2 separate regions of the Mus musculus genome follow, and region 2 is linked to region 1. The links are chromatin contacts, called in public Hi-C maps. All regions are on one chromosome and are shown on one strand. The core of a region is the stretch at or near the end of the contact, and the rest is flanking DNA. Distances in the headings are between cores, read along the strand shown. Region 1 holds the start of Vwa8 (von Willebrand factor A domain containing 8). Region 2 has its middle 23 kb from the start of Rgcc.

Region 1 (6,139 bases), core at 2,088-4,587:
TGTTTTACAGAGAAATCCTATCTCAAAAAACGTAATTAACTAACTAACTAACTAACTAACTAACTAACTAAATAAATAAATAAAGATAATAATATGTAGTTCTTTTTTTTAGCAATATCTGATATAGAAATGAATCTGTGTGGTTCAAATGATGTTGACATCATGCTTCCAATTCTCTTTCTGGATATAACAGAACAGTTTTTTTCTTAACTCATATGATATTTCCTCTTACTGTATACATCACAACTTCCTGTAAACTGACATGATGTCTTAATTTCAGTTTTTTAAAAAGTTGTATTTTATTGGTTTATTTGTGCATATGTGTGTGTGTGTGCAAGTGTGCGCAAGTGTGCGCAAGTGTGTGTGTGTGTGTGTGTGTGTGTACTATGATTTATGTATAAAGGTCACAAGACAAATCGTAAGTAGAAATCTGTTCTTCCATCATGTAGGCTCCGGGGATCAAATTTAGGTTATCATGACTGGCACCAAGTGTGTTTACCTATCGAGCTACTTCATAGGTCTTCAGTGTGTTCTTAAAATTCAGTTATAATATATAGTATGTCTCTTGTATTTTTAATATAAATAACCAGGAACAAATTCTCTGACTGAATATTCTGAAAAGGCATATGGATCTACTAATGTACATCCTGGAAGAACAAGTTCAAACATTGCATTCTCTGTGAAGCCTCACTGGCCTTTCCTAGGTGTAGTATTGTTTGAGAGCCTTGAGCCTGCATCTTACACACATCAGTCTGTGTACATGTGTTGGTATGCCTGCTTTCTGCATTTGATGTGATTTCATTGTCTAACAGTAAATGGCTGAATGTGCTACAGTGTCTCAATCTATGCCATGCTGTAGTAGGCAAGCCTGTGGGTGCATTTTCTTAATCAGTGATTGATGTGTGAGGCCCACACGGGTAAGGCCTCCCCTGGGCTGGTGGTCCTGGGGTTTGTAAGAAAACAGGCTGAGGAAGTCAGGGGAAGGAAATGAATAAGCAACATCATGGCCTCTGAATCAGCTCCTGCCTCTGGGCTCCTGTCCTATTTGAGTTCCTGTCCTGACTTCCCTCAGTGACCTATGATAGTTACCTGGAAGTGTAAGCTGAAAAAAATCCTCCCCCACATCACCCCTGCAAACTCTCTTCTGGTGATGGTGTTTCACCAGAGAAATAGTAACTCTAACTGAAATAGTTAGGTAATAGTACCTCCTATTTGTGAATTGTGTCAAATAAGATTGTTAATTAAAGTGTTTAGCACAATCTCATGACATAGAGTATGTGCTCTGCATGAGTCAAGTCTCCCTAGAACAGGATGAATTGAATGAATATATGTTTCACAAAGGTGTTTAGTTTCCCCAGTAGGAACTGGGAAATCCAATATTGGTTGTCTGTACATTAGAGAGGTGGAGAACCTGGTAGCTGCATAGTCCACAAGGCTGGGTTCTTCAGCATTCTCTGCTGGTGGTGGAGGTTTCGAGGTCTCCTTTCAAGCCACTTCGTCTTCAGTCTCTGTTTGAGAATTGGATTCTCATGGCAGTGAATTATGATCCTCATCAGCCAGAGGCAGAGACAGGCAAGCAAGAGAAAGGCTTTTCCCTCCAACTCTTTCTTTTTAAGTTTCCTCAGGAAGGTACTGCACATGCTGGGTGGGAGAGTCTTCCCCTTTGAATTACTGCTTCCTTGAAATGCCCTCATAGACAGGTCAGAGCCTTGTCTTTTAGTCAAATCCAGACCTAATCTACTTGACTGTAACAATGGTCAACTATCTCAGGCTCAAAGGAGGAAAAGCAATTTGTAAATTTCTATGCTGCTTGCATGTTTGCCATTAACCCAATTCACATAGGGATTAAAAAAGAAAAGAAAAGGAAAAAAAGAACAACAACAACAACAACAAAAAGAAAATAAAAAGAGGATATGACTCCTCCTGGGTAAGAGGGTGGAGAAGGTGCATTATAGATGTGAGGGAGAAAACACAGAGGCAGAGGCATCTATCTGGCAGGGTTCAGAGTGAAAATGAACACCTGAGTGAGGGTGGTGTGTGTGTGTGTGTGTGTGTGTGTGTGTAGAGGGGAAGCTGGGAGAGGAGAGAGCCAGGATCCAGGAAGCCAGACCAGGAGACCAAAAGAGGACCAGAGTAGTCAAAGAGGCTGGATTGTAGATGGAAGAGCAGCTTGGGGGAAAGATAGTACTGCCTCTGGGTTGGAGAGTTCAGAGTAGGGGACTGAGTGCCTCTACCAGGAGGATCCTGTAACAGGTGGGAATGGAGAGATAGGAGGAGGATCTAGTGGCTAGTACCAGCTTTGATGTGTTAACAGGGACCTCTGTTAGCTTTTATCTGTTAACTGGCACCTCCTATAGCTGGTTGTCTCAGATTTGAGGCCTAACAGGTGTGGTTGTGAAATAGTGAGAATCTATCCATGTAATAATTATGCTGTTTTGACATCTTTAATGTTCACTCCTTTATTTTCGATTTCTCCAAACTAGTTTAAATTATTTCTCTGCCACCTCCATTTACTTCTAAGTTTAGTTCCTCGGGAAGTTTAAGTGCCTGGGAGGTGGGTGCTTAATATGGATGTAAGATACAGGTAGGTCTAGAATTGGCAAGGCCATTCTCTGAGAGCCAGGCCTGCATCTTGTTTGTTTGATTTCATTGTGCAGAACTTCATTAAAACTTTTTGCTTTGGTTAATTCACTCTTGACATTTTGGGGAGGCAGCCTAATTACATTAGACTTTGTTTGCTTTATGGAAGACTGCTGCTGCTTTTGGAATGCATGGTAGGGAGGGAGCCTTAGTCAAGTGTCCTACTTTTTCCTCACTAAAGACATAAATTATGTTTATATAACCCTTGCCTTGTAGCCTGACTGGATCCTTCTGGTAGTTGAACGTTTTTTCATTCACCATTATAGTGTAACATTTCCTCTTGCAGTTTAGAAGATGATAAAACAGGAGCGGCAAAGGAAGGCTAAACTGAAGCTTTCAATGCCTGTGGTGTGGAAACCCTGGGAAGATGACAACGAATTAAAATAGGTGAAGTTCCAGAATCTCTTGAATATTTTCTCCATTCTGAAAAAAGATCCGAAGCAGTATCGAGGGGAAAGCCCACAGTGCATCATAACACAGTAGGCTAGCAGCCAAGAAAGAAACAGGGCATACGCTCAACTGTGCTAAAGGTCTTTGGCATCTCCCCAGCTCCGGGCGTCCCTGGGGCGACCACGCCTGGGGCGGCGCGCCGGGCTCCGGTAGCCGATCCTACCGGCTGGCGCTCGGCCTGCCCTCCGCCCCGGGCCGGGCCCATCCCGCAGAGCCCGGCGAGCCGGGGGAAGGAGTTTCCGGCGGACCCGCCTCCCTGCCGCTTCCTGTCCCGCTCGCCGATCGCCTCCTGCCCGGTCCAGGGACTGTGCTTGTCCGAAGCCCCTGGAGGTCCCACGCATGCCTCCTGCACCATGCAGTCACGCCTCCTCCTCCTAGGAGCCCCGGGCGGCCTTGGGGACGTGGCCTCCCGGCGAGTGCGGCTGCTCTTGCGGCAGGTGTTGCGGGGCAGGCCGGGCGGGGACCAGCAGCGGCTGGAGGTCAGGCTGCTGCACTCTGGGGCGACCGACTCAGGTAACTGGGCCCTCCGCCTTCGCTGCCGCTGCCCTCGCTGCTTTGTGATGTGGGGCAAGGCGCTGGCGCCCCCTGGGCTCCACTCTGAAACCTTAGGGGTCCGGACTAAGGTCTCTGATGCCTAGGAACACAGTTTTCTCCCACTGGAGATTTTTGTACAAGAATCCTCACGTAGACTCTAGGACACTGAGAGGTTTATGCTGCAGCCTTTGGGGGCTGTTAAGACTCGTGCTTGACCTTGACCTTTGACTCCCGAGGGCTTGGTTTTGTGTCATGAGCCAAGTAGGGCTCGTGATGGCATAGACACGTGTACAATCTTGCTGGAGAACCTGTGCCCATGTTCCTTCCCAATTTTAACAGAAGACTCGGTTTCAAGCACTCTTAGAACTGAAAGTCATCGCTTTAGTTAAAACCCTATACTATAGTCGGAATGAATGAGTCCCAAAAAAGAGGGAAACAAAAAAAAAAAGTGCCTCGCTGAGGATCACAAGGTGAAATTGCGATTCAAAACTTGCCTGTCCTCGATTATAGCTTCTAGAGCATGTACTTGCTTTCCACTCTGTTACTCAGTTTTCATCTGCGTGACAACATTAAAACACACACACACACACACACACACACACACACACACACACACACACACACAGAGCAGCCTAAAACAAGGGAAGATTTCTTGGCTGGAAGTTACAGATGTTTCAGTGTATGCTTAATACTTTAATCACTGTGGCCTGTGGTGAGGCAGAAATTCGTGATGACAAGAGGACTTAGCAGAGGGAAGCTGCTCTCTCAGGGAGGCAGAGAGAGAGGAATCGGGGATAAGACCTACTTTTCAAAGAATCTACTTTGTCTCACTAGGTTCACCTCCTTGTGTGTGTCATCTCCAGATAGTATCATCTCATCTAATAAATCCATCATTTCACCAGTCCAGATGATAATACACTCTTATCAGAGAAGGCAGATGTCAAGGGTAGAATGTGGTACAATCTGACAGGCTTTGAGGTTGAGCAGTTTTGGGTAGACTCCGTTTGTTTGTTTGTTTGTTTGTTTGTTTATTTATTTATTTATTTATACTCTCTAGCTAACTATAAGAGCCATGAGTCAGCAGATAGAACATTTAATTGAAAAGAGGTTTTTAAAAAAATGAAAAAAAATTTGTTTTGTACTGATATGCCTCACTACAACAAGGGGCACTGAAACTGAGAACTTGTGTATTCACCAGAGACCTGGGCACATGTAAGAGCCCTCATGACAGAGTGAAAGATTAACTCTTGGCTATCCAGACTCCTAAGGTTAGGGCTTTCAAGGTGAGAGCGGCACAGTTGGAACCAGAGGTCATACACAGGCCACAGCCGTAGCACAGAAAGCAGCAGGCTGTGATGGATGAGTGTGGATGCTGGGAAGACTCTCAGTTGTACTCCAGCACGTGACCAGACTCCCTTTGTCCTCTGTTGTCACTGCTTCCTAGCAGTGTGACGGGAGAACAAAGTACATGAAAAACAAACTCAAGTTGTAGACTTTGCTTCTCCCGAACTGTATGCCTGTTTGTCTTGTCTGCACGGTCCTTTGGTGCCTGTCATCACTGGGTACCTAACAAGCGTTCGGTGGCTTACTGGGTCAAAGTTCATGGAGACTGTTTTTGTGAGAGGCTGCAATTGCTTTGCTGGCTTTCATGATAGTATACCTTTACTAAGCTTGATATGAAGGGGGAAGAGGCCATTTATGTAAACAGTAAAAAAGAAGTTGGGCAACTTTAATCCCAGTACTGTGAGTTGAAGATCAGCCTGGTCTATAACAGTTCCTGCATAGCCAGCTCTATGTAGAAAGAATCTGTCTAAAAAAAAAAGCTTAAACCAAACCACCCCAAACAAACCAACAGACTCTCACAGCTCCTGCTTAGCATCCCTTTCCGTCGGATGGGGTAGAACCTATAACTTGTAAATTCTTTATCTGTATGCTTTAATTAGTAGGAGTGGTATCTCAAGGTTTTAGAAACAAATGGTCAGTCAGCAAGGAGGTTATCACTCCACAGCATAGTTGATGGATCACTGTGACATCATCATAGATGGGGCCAGCTGGCTCAGTAGGACTGGATCTCAGAAACTGACGAGCTTGGAGACAGTTCTCTCAACCCGTGGCTCTCCTTCACCACTGTTCCATGTTCTGTAGATTTCACAGCCTTTTCCTTATGGTGTCGCTGTGTGAAACAGATCTGTTTATACAGACAGTAAAATGTTCCTGCATAAGCTGTTTTTTATTTAGAAAATTGAGAAATGAATCCTGTAAAACAGCCCTCAACACATCAATCAATAATCATCAGTTTTTTATATTGGTTCTGTCAGATTATATATATCTAACTATACAGGTAATTATTTGTACAAGTGTGTATTTGTGCAAATTGGATCATTGTTTTTCTGTAATTTATCACTGTATCCATGGTTGGTGACATTAGCATAATATTGCCCTTTATGATCACTTAAATTAGGTAGACATTTATCCCTATAATTTATTTTATCAGTTTCTTGTTCATGAACATATA
Region 2 (6,139 bases), core at 1,731-4,230, 480 kb after region 1:
GGTCTCACATATGTTTCTTTTATATAGAAACCTAATGCACTAAGTCTTATGCTGACTCCATTTTTTTTAAAATAGGATGTTTTTGAGGGAATAAACTGTGACCACCCCCAAAAGATACCGGTATTGACTCTTCAAGGGGCTCTGAGCAGAGTGATCATGGAAGATGTATGGCTAGCCTGCACTGTCTCTGTGTGGCAGGGTCAGCTTTGAGAGAAGCACCTCACACACTCCCTCATGACAGTGCCCTCTTTCCTTCCAGGCACTGGTCCGATGAGCATTTTGAATTTCTTTGGCACCCACTGGCATCTCTGCCTCATATTTCACAGGCTATATTCTGCACGTATATTTCTTAAAACAGATGGACTGGTCTAGGCCCACAGTGGACTGGCGTATTTGTGGCTATGAGTACCACAGCAGAGAATGTCCCAGGCATGGATGAGTACAGACTGTTTCCAAAGGTGCTGAAGGCTGCCCGAGGAGCCAGGCTCCAGTTCCCTTCTTGGTGTGCGGGGTATTTCTGTACTGTCTTCATGAAGCACATATACAGCTTTTACAGCTCCATTCCTCTTTCTTAAATCACTGTATTGGATAAACCTCACAGAAATCCCACTCATTTGATGCTCTCTCTCTCTCTCTCTCTCTCTCTCTCTCTCTCTCTGTGTGTGTGTGTGTGTGTGTGTGTGTATGTCACAGCATGCATGAGGTCCTCAGGGAATAATTTGCAAGGGTAAGTTCTCTACTTCAACTATGTGGGTTCCAAGGATCCAACTCAAGGCCACCACACTTGGTGACAAGCACCTTCACCTGCTGAGCCCTCTTGCTGGCCCCATCTTTAGGAAAACTTCAAGCCTGTAGAAGAAAGTCCACTCCATCGACATTTCCTCCCCATCCTTTCCGCATGCACACACACCCAGCTCTTAAAAGCCATCGGTTGACCCCATCTCTGTGAGTTGTCTCTCCTGGACATTTCCTAGCCTGGAGTTAGACAAGTTGGCACTTCTTTCCTTTGAGTCCCCAAGGTTCGTCCATTCTGGAGCGTGTGCCAGCACCTCAGCTTTTCAATGCCAGATAACATCTCCACTGTAGAGATGTGCACAACTTACTGAGCTGCTCAGCCGCTGTTGGGAAAATTACTTTTCTTTTTCTTTTGGTTGTTACAAGTAGTGCTGTTGTGAACAACTGTGTGGAGCTGGAATCTCATCTTTTTAGGAATGGAGTTGCTTAATGTGAGGTTTGAACAACAGTGGTCCCTGTGGGGGTTTGAATAGGAATGGTCACCCCAGAGGCTCATGTGTTTGAATGCTTGACCCATAAGAGTGGCACTACTGGGGCTGGAGAGATGGCTCAGTGGTTAAGAGCACTGACTGCTCTTCCGAAGCTTCTGAGTTCAAATCCCAACAACCACACGGTGGCTCACAAGCATCCATAGTGAGATCTGATGCCCTCTTCTTCACTGTGTCTGAAGACAGCTACAGTGTATTTACATATAATAAATAAAGAAATAAATCTTTTCTAAAAACGAGAAAGATTTTTTAAAAATGAGTGGCACTATTAGGAGGTGTGGCCTTGTTGGAGGAAGTGTGTCACTCTACGGGTGGGCTTTGAGGTCTCCTATGCTCAAGCTACACCTAGTGTGGTACACAGTCTCTCCTTGCTGCCTTCATTATAAAGATGCAGAACTCTCAGCTCCTTCTCCAGCAGCATGTCTGCTTGTATGCCACCAAGTTTCCATGTGTCACTGGGGGCCTTTGAGGTTTCAAAATCCCAGGCCATTTCCAGTTAGCATTCTTTTTGTTGTTGTTGTTTTTGGTTTTTGGTTTTTTGGTTTTTTCAAGACAGGGTTTGGAGTGTTTATACTAGAAAGCCAATAAATTCTCCTTATCAAACACAATTCTCCCTTATTAAAAATGTTCACAATTGGGGGCTGGAGAGATGGCTCAGGGGTTGACAGCACTGACTGCTCTCCCAGAGGTCCTGAGTTCAATTCCCAGCAACCACATGGTGGCTCACAACCATCTGTAGTGAGATCTGATGCCCTCTTCTGGTGTATCTGAAGACAGCTACAGTGTACTCGTACACATAAAATAAATAAATCTTTTAAAAATAAATGCGCACAATTGACTTTCAGCAAATATTACCCCATTCCTGTTGGTACTCCCCCTTAACATAAACAAGCATATCTTGGGAAGTGGCAGACCAAACCATCACATGACAGCTTGGGAGGAGTGGAAGCTGTGGCCTGCTGCCTTGGGACTTCATCCTTTTCTGCTCCAAGCCCCTATTCTGACCTCCCCCTTTCTATCTCCTCCCAACTCAGCCAGGTATAATCACATCTCCTCTACTCTTTTTTTTCCCCATCAACATTTCTAATTATATATTTAAGGGTGAATAATTATGAAACAGTTGCTGTGGACAGGAGATGGAGTGTGCATGCACCAACATACACACACACACACACACACACACACACACACACACACATGCTAGAGGCCACAGACTCTCTGAAATAAAATGGTTTAAGGAGCTGTTGTAGACACTAGCAAGAAAAGCGCTGCATCCTGGGACCCCCAAGCGCCAGCAGAAGGAGCAGCAGGCTTTCGGAGTGTTGGGCAGTGTCCACTGAACAAGAACTAAGCATTGTGATTTAATGAACAGTTGGAGAGGGAAGTTGTCTGTTCCGACCTAGTTTCCCCGTGGACATGGATGGAGCAGCGTATAAAGCCGGCAGACTTGGAGGGAAGGTGGCTAGGGCAGTAATGAAACTTTAACTTTAGGTTTTACCTTTCAAATCGCCAGAATACTATTCCCACCTTGCCAGCTGATCAACTTTCCTCACCTCTGCTCCCCTCCAGTCTCCAATGCTTGAAGCTCAACTCAAGACAGCTTGGAATTCTGCCCAAGGCTCTACAGCACAGTGTTTGTATTGAGCTCATTGCTAATCAGAACCCTCCCGCTGGACTTGGGCATTATGTACTGAAAAGGTAGGCTTTGTCTGTGATCTCAACACACTGGTGAGAAGTAGGAGATTCTGCATGAAGGAATAACTAACAGCAGGTCCCTTGTGCTTCGAACACTACAGAGGACCCATAGGGAGAGAAAACAGCAGACTAGAAAGTCAGTGTCTCTGGACCTTTGCTTCTACACAGGAGTCTGAGTTTTCTTTCTTTCTCTCTTTTGTTCATTCCTGAATTTGCAAATACTATATATATATATGTGTATATATATATATATATATATATATATACACATATATATATATATATGCAAGGCTCGAAGCCCTGGCTTACATTTTCCAAGTTGTATCCAGTTTCCATGAGCTTGTTTTGAGATTGTCTTTCTATGTCGCACTGGCAGTTGTGGAGCTCTTGATGTAGAACAGAGATCCTTCTGCCCCCTCCCCCACCCCCACCCCCCACCCCTTCCCCCGTGCTGGGATCAAAGGCATGCACCACTATGCTCGGCTAATGTTTGTAGTATAAGCCCAGGAGTCCCAATGTTTGGTATATACAGATTTACAAGTATCACACCTTCTTGATGGACTTCTCCTTTTATTAGTATAATATGGAAGAAATCAGAACATGGTTGGGGGCAGGCAGGCAAGAGAGATAAAGAACAACACAAAATAAAAATACGTACGTACAAAAATGTCACAGTGAAACCAGCCCATGCCTTTGTATGATAACCAAAAGAATAGAAGGCAACAAATAAATAGAATTCTCTGAAATACCTTTGAAAGAGCCAAATGGATGTTTCAACTCAACAAATGGATTTACATACCAGGCAGTGTTCTGTACATGGGATGAATGCATGACACAAAATTACTCCTAATTAAGTCAACTGCGAAATGTCGACAACAATTTTGGCCCTGGTGGTGTTTTCTGGTCCACAGCACCTACAAACCTTGAAACCTCCCAGATGATGCTTTGGAACCAAGTCCTAATGAGGTGACTGGTGACTGAGGATCTTGTAGAGCCTCAAATTGGGGCTGGTGTTAGAGAAAGCCAATGACAGGGTCAGACGGCTCGGGTTTTGACCCCAGACCATCCCATCTGCAAGGAGCCTAAATATAGGCTTGATTGCTCCTGGCCAATTTTCAGTCTACCATACCTAATGTATTCTCCATTACAGCCAGGCTGAGGGCCTTCTAGGTTCCCATAATCCTCTGGAAGTGTTAGCAGAGCGAAGCACCCAAACTCATGAAAGCGATGTCTCCACCCTCACCTCTTCCCATCTGACTGAACACCTGCATCCTTTCTAATATTCTATAAGAAACAAGTTAGTAGTCGGGTGTGGTGGCGCACGCCTTTAATCCCAGCACTCGGGAGGCAGAGGCAGGTGGATTTCTGAGTTCCAGGCCAGCCTGGTCTACAAAGTGAGTTCCAGGACAGCCAGGGCTATACAGAGAAACCCTGCCTCAAAAAAACAAAAAGAAAAGAAAAGAAAAGAAAAGAAAAGAAAAGAAAAGAAGAGAAGAGAAAAGAAAAGAAAAGAAAAGAAAAGAAAAGAAAAGAAAAGAAAAGAAAAGAAACAAGTTAGTGCATGCTTCCCTGAGCTCTAGGACCGTTCTAACAAATGATCCAACTGGAGGAGAGGACCACAAGGATTTCCAGCCAGTCAGTCAGAGGCACTGAATACCTAGACTTCAGCCGTCTTGTGGGACTGGAGCCCTTAACCTGTGGGAGCTGATGTTACTAAGTTCAGGCAGACACAGTCAGAATTGACATGAAGTATAAGACACCCAGCTAGTATCAGGGACCTGGTCTTTGTTAGGGGAAAAATACACAAATGTTTGTTGACAGAGTGTTCTGGGTTGAGTGTTAAGAAACAAACCAATCCGTCTTACCCTGTATGACTTATTCTGGGATGGTACCAGTGAGGTAACCAAAATGAGCCTTCCAGTTTGAAAACATGACAGAATCTTGTTTCCTAGAAAATATGCTGACAAGAAGTAGAAGCCCAGGAGGGTGGGACCCTGCCTGAGGCCAAGCCCTATTCCTCTCACCCTGAGATCAACACTGTCTTCCCACACAAAATGCTCACGCTGCCATTTAATGTCAGGTAAACAGACTTGTACTTAGTAAAAGCTTCGTGGAATTGTTCATCTCTACAGAGGGCAGCCACCAGCAACCTACTGGATCAGGAACCCACGCACCATCAAAGAGGAAAAGCATCCGTGGTAAACACCCGAGGTGATGAACCTGCTCCCAAAGAGCAAAGACAAAAACTAACTCAACCTGCCGCACAGACACACATGCTCGTTCTTTTTTTTTCTTTTTTGGTTTTTCCAGACAGGGTTTCTCTGTATAGCCCTGGCTGTCCTGGAACTCACTTTGTAGACCAGGCTGGCCTCAAACTTCTGCCTCTGCCTCCCAAGTGCTGGGATTAAAGGCATGCACCACCACCACCTGACTACACATGCTCATTCTTAAGAAATAAACAAATAAGGTAAATAATACTGAGTTGGAAAGCCTGCCCTCTAGTGGGAGAAATAACGAACTGACCGCCCAACTGCATCATTTCAGAAACCACGGTCCTGAACCAACGATGCATATAAACATAGATAGAAGTCAGGGAACAGCTATGAGCACTTTCTATGGGGTTTTCTGGGACCTGTTCTCAGGGGCTTTCTTGTTGGACAGACAGGACCTGGACCTCACACCAGGTCAGCCTGATACTACGAGATTACTGGGGATGACAGGCAAGAACGCAGTTCAAAGCTGAAAGGGATGGGTCTGGGTCAGACCCGGAGTTGAGACATTGTGTGGCCTTAAGAAAACTGTTACCTTTGAGTCGTGTCTAATGAGGATGACAATTATGGTAGATAAATACGCTGCAGCAAGGGTGCAAGCTAGAAAGGAGACAACTTCTAGGACACACAGCTATCTTGCAAGGTTTGAAAAAGGTGTCCCTTTTGGTGGAGGAACTGCAAATGATGCCCCTTTTGAGAAGAACTGCCTAATGTTAGCACTAGTCCCCAATGGCTATTTAATTTAGGTGAAGGGGCCAGCAAGATGGCTGTTGGGAAAAAAGTTTGATAATGAGTTCTATCTCCAGGGTCTATCGTGGAAGGAGAGAACTGACTCCTGCAAGCTACACACACACACACACACACACACACACACACACACACACAGAGTGA

What was found. A called contact is a pair of places that touch in the nucleus more often than the background predicts.
Region 2: a contact with region 1 is called in a Hi-C map of Sertoli cells, with 2.7 times the contacts expected there. The contact joins the enhancer-like site here to the promoter of Vwa8 in region 1. A contact is called at or near these places in 10 of 39 promoter capture datasets (the 3T3-L1 cell line, the C10 cell line, the HPC-7 cell line and 5 more), 2 of 15 datasets of contacts at CTCF or cohesin (large pre-B cells and pro-B cells), 13 of 484 Hi-C or Micro-C datasets (Sertoli cells, Th1 cells, Th2 cells and 3 more), 9 of 115 datasets of contacts at active chromatin or transcription factors (the NIH/3T3 cell line, astrocytes, bone marrow-derived macrophages and 5 more) and 2 of 9 other capture datasets (embryonic stem cells and pancreatic islet).

Annotation. Positions count from the first base shown.
Region 1 is chr14:78,845,841-78,851,979 of GRCm38.p6, forward strand. Vwa8 (von Willebrand factor A domain containing 8) reads left to right here and starts at 3,338. Exons shown (of 45, transcript NM_027906.1): 1 at 3,338-3,603. The coding sequence starts at 3,444.
Region 2 is chr14:79,321,736-79,327,874 of GRCm38.p6, forward strand. No RefSeq gene overlaps it. Among named protein-coding and RNA genes, the nearest start is that of Rgcc, 23 kb to the left of the region's middle. Within about 2 kb of position 2,981, at least 6 of the 459 cell types and tissues checked have an H3K27ac peak or open chromatin away from gene starts, as enhancers often do. A contact at or near this core is called in Sertoli cells, where this site is marked.